Regions from separate parts of the Mus musculus genome. Here regions 1 and 2 are each linked to region 3. The links are chromatin contacts, called in public Hi-C and promoter capture Hi-C maps. All regions are on one chromosome and are shown on one strand. The core of a region is the stretch at or near the end of the contact, and the rest is flanking DNA. Distances in the headings are between cores, read along the strand shown.

Region 1 (3,299 bases), core at 738-3,237, 1.2 Mb after region 3:
ATAGCTAGAAGCTGGAAAAAACCCAGATGTCCCTCAACAGAGGAATGGATACAGAAAATGTGGTACTCAGCTATTAAAAACAATGAGTTTATGAAATTCTTGGGCAAATGGATGTATCTGGAGGATATCATCCTGAGTGAGGTAACCCAATCACAAAAGAAGTCACTTGATATGCACTCATTGATAAATGGATATTAGCCCAGAAACATAAATACACAAGATACAACTTCCAAAACACAAGAAAATCAAGAAGGAAGATCAACACGTGAATACTTCATTCCTCCCTATAATAGGGGATAAAATATCCATGGAAGGAGTTGCAGAGACAAAGTTTGGAGCTAAGATGAAAGGATGGACTATCCAGAGACTTCTCCACCCGGGGGTCCATCCCATAATCAGCCACCAAAGGCAGGCACTATTGCATATGCCAACAAGATTTTGCTGAAAGGACCCTGATATAGCTGTTCCTTGTGAAGCTTTGCCAGTGCCTGGTAAATACAGAAGTGGGTGCTCACAGTCATCTATAGGATGGAACACAGGGCCCCCAATGTAGGAGCTAGAGAAAGTACCCAAGAGCTGAAGGGGTCTGCAACCCTATAGGTGGAACAACAATATGAACTAACCAGTATCCCCAGAGCTCATGTCTCTAGCTGCATATGTAGCAGAAGATGGCCTAGTCGGCCATCATTGGGAAGAGAGGCCCCTTGGTCTAGCAAACTTTATATGTCCTAGTACAGGGGAATGCCAGGGCCAAGAAGTGGGAGTGGGTGTGTAGGGAGCAGGACAAGGGGAAGATATAGGGACTTTTGGGATAGTATTTGAAATGTAAATGAAGAAAAAAATCTAATAAAAAAATTAAAAAAAAAAAGAATGAAACCTGCTCATCAAGTAGTACGTGAACTTTTAAGTCCATTAGCAAAAACTGCCCTTCTCTTCGAAAAGAAGAATCTCGTTTACTAGCCTGCCATTGTTTTGCCCCAACTTTTAGCTCTGTGGAGCATGACTTCACATCAGCATTGCCAGTGACTCAAGGCAGCCGAACTGCACTTTGGGAACCTAGGCTTTAAATCATGAGGCTGATGTGTTCACAGACAATTGGGAGCAACGTGTTTCACACACATGTGCTGTTCACGAGTGTTTTATAAGACATTCCAATCTATCTTCACCACTGCTGTGCCATAGTATTAACCTGATTTATTTCTTTGGATTAAGGTAGTGACATTCTTTCTTTTATGACCCCTCTATAACTTCAAATCTCACATGAATTCTAGAATATACTTTATAAATAAGCCAAGCTGCTGTTACACAATAGACAAGATTTTCTCTTTTTTCTTTTTGCTCAACCTCCATGCTCTATAATATCTTGCACTTTAAGTGTATCTGAAGTGAATTCTATAGAGACCTAAGTACCTGTAGGAAAACAAAAGGCTTGAAAATGCCGAGACACTGAATTATTCAGTGTATAAGCACCAACCCTTCAGGCTGCATCAGTTCTTGTCATATTTGCCTATGTCCTCAGAAGTGCATGCATTATTGATATCCATTCCTATGGACTGATTCCAGTCCTACATATTGTGGTGGTCTGAATGTCCTTGTGTACCCAGTTGGTGGCACTGTTTGGGGAGATTTAGAGGCCGGAGCCTTGTTGGAGGAAGCATGTTGCTGTCAGGGGGGGGGGGGGGGGGAGGAGGAAGGCTTTGTGATTAAAAGCTTCATGCCACTTCCAGTTTGTTCTCTCTACAGTTCAAGGTGTGAGTGCTCAGCTTCCTGCTTCTGCTGCTTACAGCTCTGCCTGCTGCTTGCTGTCCTGCCTCCATACAGTGATAGATTCTTATTCCTCTGGAGCTGCAAGCCCAAACACAATCTTCTTTTCAGTTGAATGATCATAATGTCTTATGCCAGCAACAGAAATGTAACTAATACATTCATATATGCATGCGCATGTGTGCACAAATATGCTAATAGAAGCGGGGCGGGGTTACAACAGCCTAGAAGCTTGAGTAGAGAAGAGATACTCATTCCACAGTTAAATGCAATACCAGCATGGTATGTGGCACCATGAGAGAACATTCCTGGGATGAAGATATTGGCTTAAGAAAAAGTAAGGATAACAGGTAGAGTTAGGAATGCCCTTTAACATACCGCCTAGCTTTGCTAAGGAATGGGTCCATCACAACGACTTTCCTCCCTGACTTAGTATTATACAACTATTACCATTGCTGAAAATAAGAATGTATCCATTTTGGGCATTAAGACACTGCCACCCACACCCATATGTGCTAATTTGTTTCCTGCCAAAACATGTCTTTTGAATCATGTAGGCTTGTGGAAAGGGAAAAGAGAACGAACGGGAAGCATGCTCAGTGGAATGTAGAAAAATATTCATGAAGTCATGGCTCTGTGACTTCCCACAGGAAGTTTTGGCTCTTACTTTTAAATTAACCTGCCCAGGTGCTGCTTAGAGGCTGTTAGATTATGGAGATCAATTCAAAATGCCCATGGGGATGGCTTTTGTAGTTGAGATTTTGAGTAAGAGCAGATTGCTATGTGGTTAGCAGAAGAGGCAGAAACTATGTATCTCAGTGACCAATTTGTTTAAGAGACACGGGAGTCTAGAGTCCTTGCTCAGACAGGGACAAACAAAACAAGAATGAACCCTGCAGATCACACCCAAACCTTCAGGGTAAATCTGAACAAAGAACAGACTATAATTTTTTTTTCCTAATGCATCTGGGTGTAAACCACCCACCCCTCCCCTTTGCCAGAAACCATCATGTTTATAGGCATGTTTTACTGGGAATCCGCTGCTTCTCACAATGTTTCCTGAACAACTGCCGGCGTAAAACTACATCTGGAAATGACAAGAACCCAGTTGTCGATCTGGAAGTCAGTGTGCTGTAATAGCTTACAGCTACAATATGGCTGTCTTGCAGAATGCCAGAGAGTTCCAAAGACACAACCCAGCTGTATTCCTCTGAAAAAGTGTTATGCTTTCTCACGATAAAGGACAAGTTTAAGAGGTTTGCCATATCTCCTGTCAACCAAGTAGACCAGGATAGATTGAACTCGTTGCATCTTGAACAAACCAGTTATCTTAGAAATTTTGAGAACTGGTTTGGAGCTACCACCACGAATGCATGGTCTGAAAACATGTAGAAATTGGGTGAATCACAGCCTTACAGAAACTGACTGGGTATTGGGCCTGTTGAGTCAAGTATCTCTCTGGATGATGAACCACCCACCCAAAGATTCACAAAATGCCATCCTTGGGAATTATCTTGCACATCTCTGTTTTTGAG
Region 2 (3,379 bases), core at 357-2,856, 1.7 Mb after region 3:
GTCTTGATTTGTTTTTTTTATACAGAATCAATCCAATCCTTGAAAAGCTTTCATGTTTGATCTAAATTATTTTCATTTGTATTATCTTCCTTTTACATGAATACTTTGACAAAAACTAATTTTACAGCAATCAGTTTTGTGTTTCAATAACTTGTCTCTCTGACCTTCCTCTTGTATCTGTCAGTTCAGTTGTCTCTGAGTGAGATTCAGCAACTGTTTACAAGGTCGAATTCTCCTAATTTTGAGTTAATAACATTACCACATAGAATTTTATATCTGTCATTAAGTGGGGGGGGGGGGAGAGGTAGCACCACAGCATTTGTTGTTAAACAAAAGTCAAATCATTTATTAGTAATTTCAGCCTAGGCATGTCATGAACAGGGTTCCAACTGACTGACAAGGTCAGAAAACCTCAAGGTGAAAATATCTCCCCTGGGTGTCAGTTAGTCACTGCCTGGCTTGTTCTGAAGTCTCCGTTCTCTTTGGAGAATAGCACAGTTGCCTAATTTTGTGCTAAGTCATGTCCCGTATTCTATTATATCCTATTATCATCAATAATGACAGGCATTATTTAAGTACTATTATCAAGAAAAAGTTCAAAACTGAAAAAAATATATGCTGTGACTCAACCTGTTCTATTCCTTGGTACAAGACAGGCATTATGCAGTACTAGTGGCAGAAGAGCTTTTCATATCGATCTAAATGCTAAGAAAAGTGCCAAATACCAAAAGAAAGAAAGAAAGAGAGAAAGAAAGAAAGAAAGAAAGAAAGAAAAAAAGAAAAAAGGAAAAAGAAAAAAAATAAAAAGACCTTAAAAATATCTCTGCCCTGCTTCTCCCCACAAAAGGACACAGATGAAGGCAAGAAAGTAGGGAACATTCACCCTGGGAACTGAAAAAAAAAAACTGTTAGACCTGGAAAGAAGGCTTGGGGGCCATTTTAATCTTTCCAAGAATAGGGCAAAAAGATAGCCTCCACATGTTAGAAGATGTCCTTCTTCAAATAATAAAGTTATCCACGGTCCCAGCTAAGATGTAGAGTTTAGCCACATTTAGTGTTATTCCAGAGATTGATGCTCACTCAAAGCAAGCCCAAGTCTTATCATTTTTGACATAACAGTCTAAACAACAGGCCTTTCTACCCTGATCTACACCAGATGAGTCTTGTGTCTAGGTGTTGTCCTGAATCTGTTGACAGGAAATCCTATTCTTTTAAGGAAACTTCCTGGTGAATCATGGCTCTGGGACCTTTCCTTTTTTTTTTTTTTTCTTTTTTTTTTTTTTATTTCACAGACCAATCAGCTTCTTCAGGCTCAGAGTAATTGAAGAAGTTACCCAGGTTGCAGAGCTCAGAGGTAGCCTGTGACTTTGCAAAGCAGGAATCAGGATGCACTGCTCTTGCCTGTCACAAATGATGCGGTCCCTCATACATCATTACTAGTAACCATGACAAACCTGGAACTCTCCGACCCTGTCCTCTTCAGGCTGTTGGGATTGCGGATGAGTTTGTCCAGCATGTTGACGATCTGCCCAAATTTAGGCCTGTCACTTCTCTCTTTCTGCCAGCAGTCCAGCATTAACTGATGGAGGGCAATGGGGCAGTCCATTGGAGGGGGTAGCCGGTACCCTTCCTCGATGGCTTTGATCACCTAGAGAAGACAAAAGGACACTGTGGTGAGCTGCCAGCAGGCTAAGCGTGGGCACAGCTCCAACTCCTTTACAGAAGCCAAAGCTAGGTATTGCTGGCAACGGGGGAGAAAAGCCAGCTGTTAAATGGAAGTGATGCCAATCTCAAACTCGAACGAAAGATGCATTGATATTCCAAAGTGATTAGGACCCAATTAGATCACAGCATGGTGTCGGAGCTTTGGTGACAGCCCTCCAACATCACAGGGTCCTGTCTGCACTCCACCATTCAGCTTCGGCACATCTACACACTCCAGTGAAAGCCACCAGTGCCAGGCATCCTTGAGGAAGTAATTCCAAATTGGAAGTCCCTAGGCATCATTTCAGCCCTGTGTAACCTCACTCAGTAGCTACTGTATCAGCATCAGTGCCTAGTCATTTTCTCTATAGGAGATCTGCACTCTTATGCATCAACTGGGTCTGTCTTGGCCACAGTCCTCTGCTGATGAACTCTATTCAAAGTGCTAATAAGTCAATTCTTGAAAATATATTCGAATCCATTCATATTATAAGGCAGATCCTGTGCATTAAAGGAAATTTCAGTGGTAGGTGTCTATTGTCTTATTGTTCAAGGCCATTTGGTGTCGTTTGTCTTCCTGCTTAATTAGATACAGGAACCATTCTTCTCTTCTAATTTAGTCCTTCTCATGTGTCTTCACAGACAGGACATTGGTTCTCTTCCAGTCTCCACCCACATCCCTCTTGTTTTCTGAGATAGGATCTAACAACGTAGTTCAGTTTGCTGGCCTCCCAATGGACATCTTCCTGCCTCAGCCACCATGCTTGGCTCATACTACCTTCACACTGACTTTTTCTATAATCCCCTCCCCACTGGGACCCGAATCCAGTATAGGTGATTTGGCAGGAAAGACTCCGGCCAACTTTAGGAGGGGGAACTCTTCACACAGAGTCTCAGGCATAATAAGCCTTGTTAATGAGCAGCCTCAGATATTGGAAGCAGTTTTGTTTGATACCTTAAGCCTTTTTATTTGTCATTTTCTTTTTCTTTGCCCCTCCCCAAATGATCGCTGCCCAGAATTCAAAGTACTGCGGCCATCCCATAACCACACTGGATCTGTCCCTCAAGGGGCTATTGACTGTTGAGAAAACTGGCCAGGGCAGAAAACAGTCAGTTCGAGTAGATCTCGATTCTAGGCATAAATTTGACGGCTGTCTTTTCAGCCAGCACATGGCTTCAGTCTAGCAATCATCATTTGATGGAGGACCACCTCCCCAAGTATTTTTCAATATTTTACTGTATCCGAATTATGTGCTTCTCCTTCTAAAAGAGATGTTTCTGCTCTACCTCCTGTAAGGTCTTTGTATTTAATTTTAATTTTGGCAAGCACATTAGGTCAGTTTGAGCCTCTTATTCCTTTTATCTTTCCAAATGCATGGTATTGACTTTGGAGTTGATGAAAGCATTCTCCGTTGATGAGGATGCAGAGAGCACTGGGCTGATGCCTGGAGAACTCACACTGGTGAGCATGCGCTCTCTGCGCTCTCCCAGGCTCCTTACCCACGCATGGCCAGCTGGAAAGATGGCTTTTAGGTTAACAAAGCATGTTTTTCAGCTCACTGCTGAATCTCTTGGGTGGGGAAACCATTTCTTTCTTTAAAAAAAAAATTACTAAGTTTTGTGTGTTTTCCCTGGTTCTGTCATTGTATTTGTCATTGCCCAGTGATGTCATTTA
Region 3 (3,809 bases), core at 481-2,980:
ATGCAAAAAATAACAATTCAGTTCCTAAATTGAGGGCTTAGCAATCAAATGACTACAGATATTAATGAGATACTTAGGGGCAACAGTTTTATCATTACCCTAGTTAGTTTCTATATTTCAAAATAAATTGCAAATTATTCATTTCATCAATGACATATAAACAAGAAGCAAAGAAAATAAATGATTGTTTGCCACATGAAAACATTTCTTATTTTTTCTACTGAATAATTATTAAGCATAAAAAAACCTAATTGAATCTCATTTCTACAAATCATTAAGGAGTTTTTGAGCCAAACAAGCCATGGCCTTTTTGCTGATGGGATTGTAAATATCACCAGTCTAGAAAAAAATTAGCCGATCATTTATTCTGCAGAGGGCATTACTGCATTTCTGTAAACACATCATGTCATTGTAGAGTTGGGAAATTGACCAGAGGCTGGGGAAAAAAAAATCTCACTTGGCCAGCAGAGGTCACTCTTTCTCCTTTATCGATCCCAGTAACCGGCTTCTGAGTGTTTAGTCAAAGGTGTTTTGAGCTTGAAGCTCAGCCAGAGGCTGTGGAAATAATACACATCATCAAGGCGAGCTCTGCTTTCTTACACACATGCACGCACACATGCACGCGCGCGCGCACACACACACACAGACAGACACAGAGTTTAAATGTTTTACTCTAGCTGGACAACTCACATACATATAATAAGAGCCACTCGGTTATGCATGTTAATGCATTTCTTTAATTAATCTGTTTCATCAACTATTACTCTAATGCTTACTGGTGCCAGCTCCAATTCTGCCCAGTTCTCTGACTTATGAACCAAAGCTTAGATTTCTATAAATACCTGCAGGTGACTGGCATGAACCTTTAGAGAGAGTTTCTGCAGAGGAACCAGGAACTAACTAGGACCAGGCTGTATTGAACCCTGGCCAAGCAGAGAGGCCAGTGCCAGGCACTGAGGGTTAAGCTGGAGAGGTACATACCCTACCCTGGCTTCTGTGTTTGGCTTTGTTATGGAAACAAAAGCATATGCTAGCAGTTCTTTCGAAGGTTGGGCCATAGAATGAATTTAGATGAATTATACATGAATATCCAAAGTATAGGCCAGTCATAAGTATCTATAGATGGTCACGACAGCTGAGTGATGGAACTGTCTAGTAGTGAGGTAAACCACTCAGCGTTTGTCTGGCCAAATCATTAAAAGTATTTCAGTAATTCATTTTTAATATCTTTCTTTATGGGGGACATAGTGGGCATTTTTAGGAAGTGCCTGGGAAAGTTGAGCTTTTGGTTTGCCAATGATTAGCTAAGATCTTTTCTAACTCTTCCATCCCATCTCCTCCTTCCCCCTTCCCTCCCTTCCTGTAGCACCCCCTTCCAGTCCTTTTCTGTCCCTCCCTTCGATTCCCCTCCCCCACTCTTTTTCTTTCCTGAAATACCAATTTCATACAGAATTTTAAAAACGTGGTGGAAATCTGAGATTCTCCGTGGCTGTTTTTCCTTTGGCCACCAGGTGGCGCCATCACAGTGCGCCGGGGTCTAGGCAACCCTTCCTAAAGAACGGAATGTGTCTCTTCCTTAGGTGGTGGGTAGCTTAATGACTAGGTCCGTAGCTCCCTGTAGTGCCTGCGAGGAGCTGCATCCAGGGGAGGAAGATCTATTGGGCTTCCTCACATCGCCCTCTGAAACCTTGGTTTCTCTGGTCTGTGGTTTTGTGCTGGGCCAGCTGCCATCTGCTTACCCAGAATGCCTTGCAAAAGTGTGCTGGAGCCAGCTGGTGTACTTGCTAGAGACTGGTTAAGTAGCCAGGAATTTTGTGAACTGATTGTTGGACCATTGGCAATTAGACATCAGCCTTGGTGGGCGTATTTGAGGCACTAAAAAATCACACGACTTCGTCCTGTTTGCTGATGTATGAGTACTCTTGCCTTTGTGACCCTCGGTTGTATCCAAAACCAACCAACCAATCAAACCATAGTCCCCTGTTGCCTGACGTTAAAAGTGTCAAATTAAAAAAAAAATGCAAATATTTGTAGGGAAGGAAAAAAATTCCTCCTTTTTCTTATCTTTCTTTAAAAGCTTTGAAGCAAAAGTTGTTTCTTTTTAAATGATCAAGTATAGATTTCTGCTCTTCTAGCTAGAGTTTAGTCAAAAGCTGAGGGGATTATTCCAGCTTTCAGCCTCAATCCGATTCCTCTCCTGAAATTAACGTTTGGCCTAGCTATTTTTCCTTCCTGTCTCCCCAGTTTTATTTAACATCCCTTTATCGCCCTCACACTGTGAAACTCTGGCCTCCTGAAGGTGTGTGTCCCCTGACATTGTCCCTGGCCTAGACACCAGTCTTTACCAGTCCTTTAGGACTCAGAAAGCCGTCCAGGTGTAGGTGCACCTAGGCCGCATGCGCTCATGGAGTGCTTGTCAGGAACGATTGTCGTTTTCCGGTTCTCCACGGCGACATTGTTTTACTCCCTGATAGGCCGAGCCTGGACTCCACGGCACGGCTCCGACTGCTTCGGAGGCAAACTCAAGGGAGAAGACAGTCAGTACCCATTGCCTGGGTACTGAGCACTGTTCCTCCTCAGGCTGAGGAGGGCGCACCTAAGTTGGTGCCAGCATTGGAGGGAGGTTGTGGAAGCAGAGGCTTAGAGCTGCTGTGGGGAGAATCCTGTTGAGGACGCTATCACAGCTTCTGCTATAAAACCATTGTCTAGACGATGGTTCACTCCTGTTTGTTGACTGCCTCAGCGAGCCTCATCCCTTGGGCAGAACATTTCTTTTGCACAGATGTTGCATTAGCTGCTCAGGGTGCCATAAAGAGACTTTGCACACTGGGAGGCTTAAGTGACTGGCATTTATATTCTCTCTGTGGAGGCGAGAAGCCCCACAAACTTAATTTATGGTGAGGGCTCTCTTCCCAGCTTCTAGATAGCCTTTTTTCCCCCCTGTATGGCCATGGAAGGGTCTTTCTCCATGGAGTGTCTATTAACTCTTCCTACAAGGACACACTACTAACGGGTTAGGGCCCTAGGACTCCATGAACCTTTAATACCTCCCTAAAGCCCGACATCCAAATAAGTCTAACTGGGGACTAGGGATGCAGTATACAAACTACTGTGGGCCCACAATTAAGTCCATAGCAAATGGCAACTGATGGTTTTAAAAACATTTGGAGCAAGAAGAAATGCGAGGACATAGTCTCCTTTAATCACCGTCTCAGGTTTACCAGATGTATTTAGGAAACTCTTCTACCTGGTCCAATTGCTGCTAGTGTGGGGTAAAGTCATGATTTTTTTTTTCCTGCTTCCCCATGTCCCCATAAGGAGGACCGAGACCTCGTCCTCATTCTGATCCAAGCTTCAATTACCCTTCAGAATTTCCCCACTCACAATTAATGCTTACCCATTTGTAATTAAATAATAAATCTGTGTCATAATTTGAGGAGATTTCCGGTGGCCAACTGAAACAGCGATGGGATTCATAATTCCTTAAAGGCAGAGGCATGCTCTTTCTAAAAACTCTCATAAAATAGTGGATTTAAAAAGTTCTCTGTATTACCTCCTATTTTCTTCTTGCCAACTGATTTTTTTTTTCCTCTGATTCCCTTGTCTTCGTCTGGTTGAAGACACAAAATAGAGTGTAAGTCGAAGAGCATGCGTGTTTGTGAACTTTTTATTCCTCTCTAAGTGTTTTTCTTAAAAAAAAATGATTCCTATCTCTCTCTTGATGGGGAAGTTCTTGTGTTTCTTAGAAGCCTTTGTTCTGTACTTAGAGACCTGGGGAGGAGCAATGGGGGGGGGGGGTTCCGGGTAGG

Evidence for each region. Promoter capture Hi-C pulls out the DNA fragments that hold promoters and counts their contacts. A called contact is a pair of places that touch in the nucleus more often than the background predicts.
Region 1: a contact with region 3 is called in a promoter capture Hi-C map of hippocampal neurons, with 6 times the contacts expected there. The contact joins two enhancer-like sites. A contact is called at or near these places in 1 of 39 promoter capture datasets (hippocampal neurons) and 1 of 484 Hi-C or Micro-C datasets (ventral hippocampal neurons).
Region 2: a Hi-C map of forebrain shows a contact between it and region 3, with 4 times the contacts expected there. The contact joins two enhancer-like sites. A contact is called at or near these places in 6 of 484 Hi-C or Micro-C datasets (cerebral cortex, cortical neurons, forebrain and 1 more).

What each region holds. Positions count from the first base shown.
Region 1 is chr1:76,871,159-76,874,457 of GRCm38.p6, forward strand. No RefSeq gene overlaps it. Among named protein-coding and RNA genes, the nearest start is that of Mir6343, 360 kb to the left of the region's middle. Within about 2 kb of position 1,988, at least 15 of the 459 cell types and tissues checked have an H3K27ac peak or open chromatin away from gene starts, as enhancers often do. A contact at or near this core is called in hippocampal neurons, where this site is marked.
Region 2 is chr1:77,375,960-77,379,338 of GRCm38.p6, forward strand. It overlaps Epha4 (Eph receptor A4), which reads right to left. Exons shown (of 18, transcript NM_007936.3): 15 at 1,455-1,648. Among named protein-coding and RNA genes, the nearest start is that of Mir6352, 120 kb to the right of the region's middle. Within about 2 kb of position 1,607, at least 6 of the 459 cell types and tissues checked have an H3K27ac peak or open chromatin away from gene starts, as enhancers often do. A contact at or near this core is called in cortical neurons and forebrain, where this site is marked.
Region 3 is chr1:75,652,236-75,656,044 of GRCm38.p6, forward strand. No RefSeq gene overlaps it. Among named protein-coding and RNA genes, the nearest start is that of Slc4a3, 110 kb to the left of the region's middle. Within about 2 kb of position 1,731, at least 60 of the 459 cell types and tissues checked have an H3K27ac peak or open chromatin away from gene starts, as enhancers often do. A contact at or near this core is called in cortical neurons, forebrain and hippocampal neurons, where this site is marked.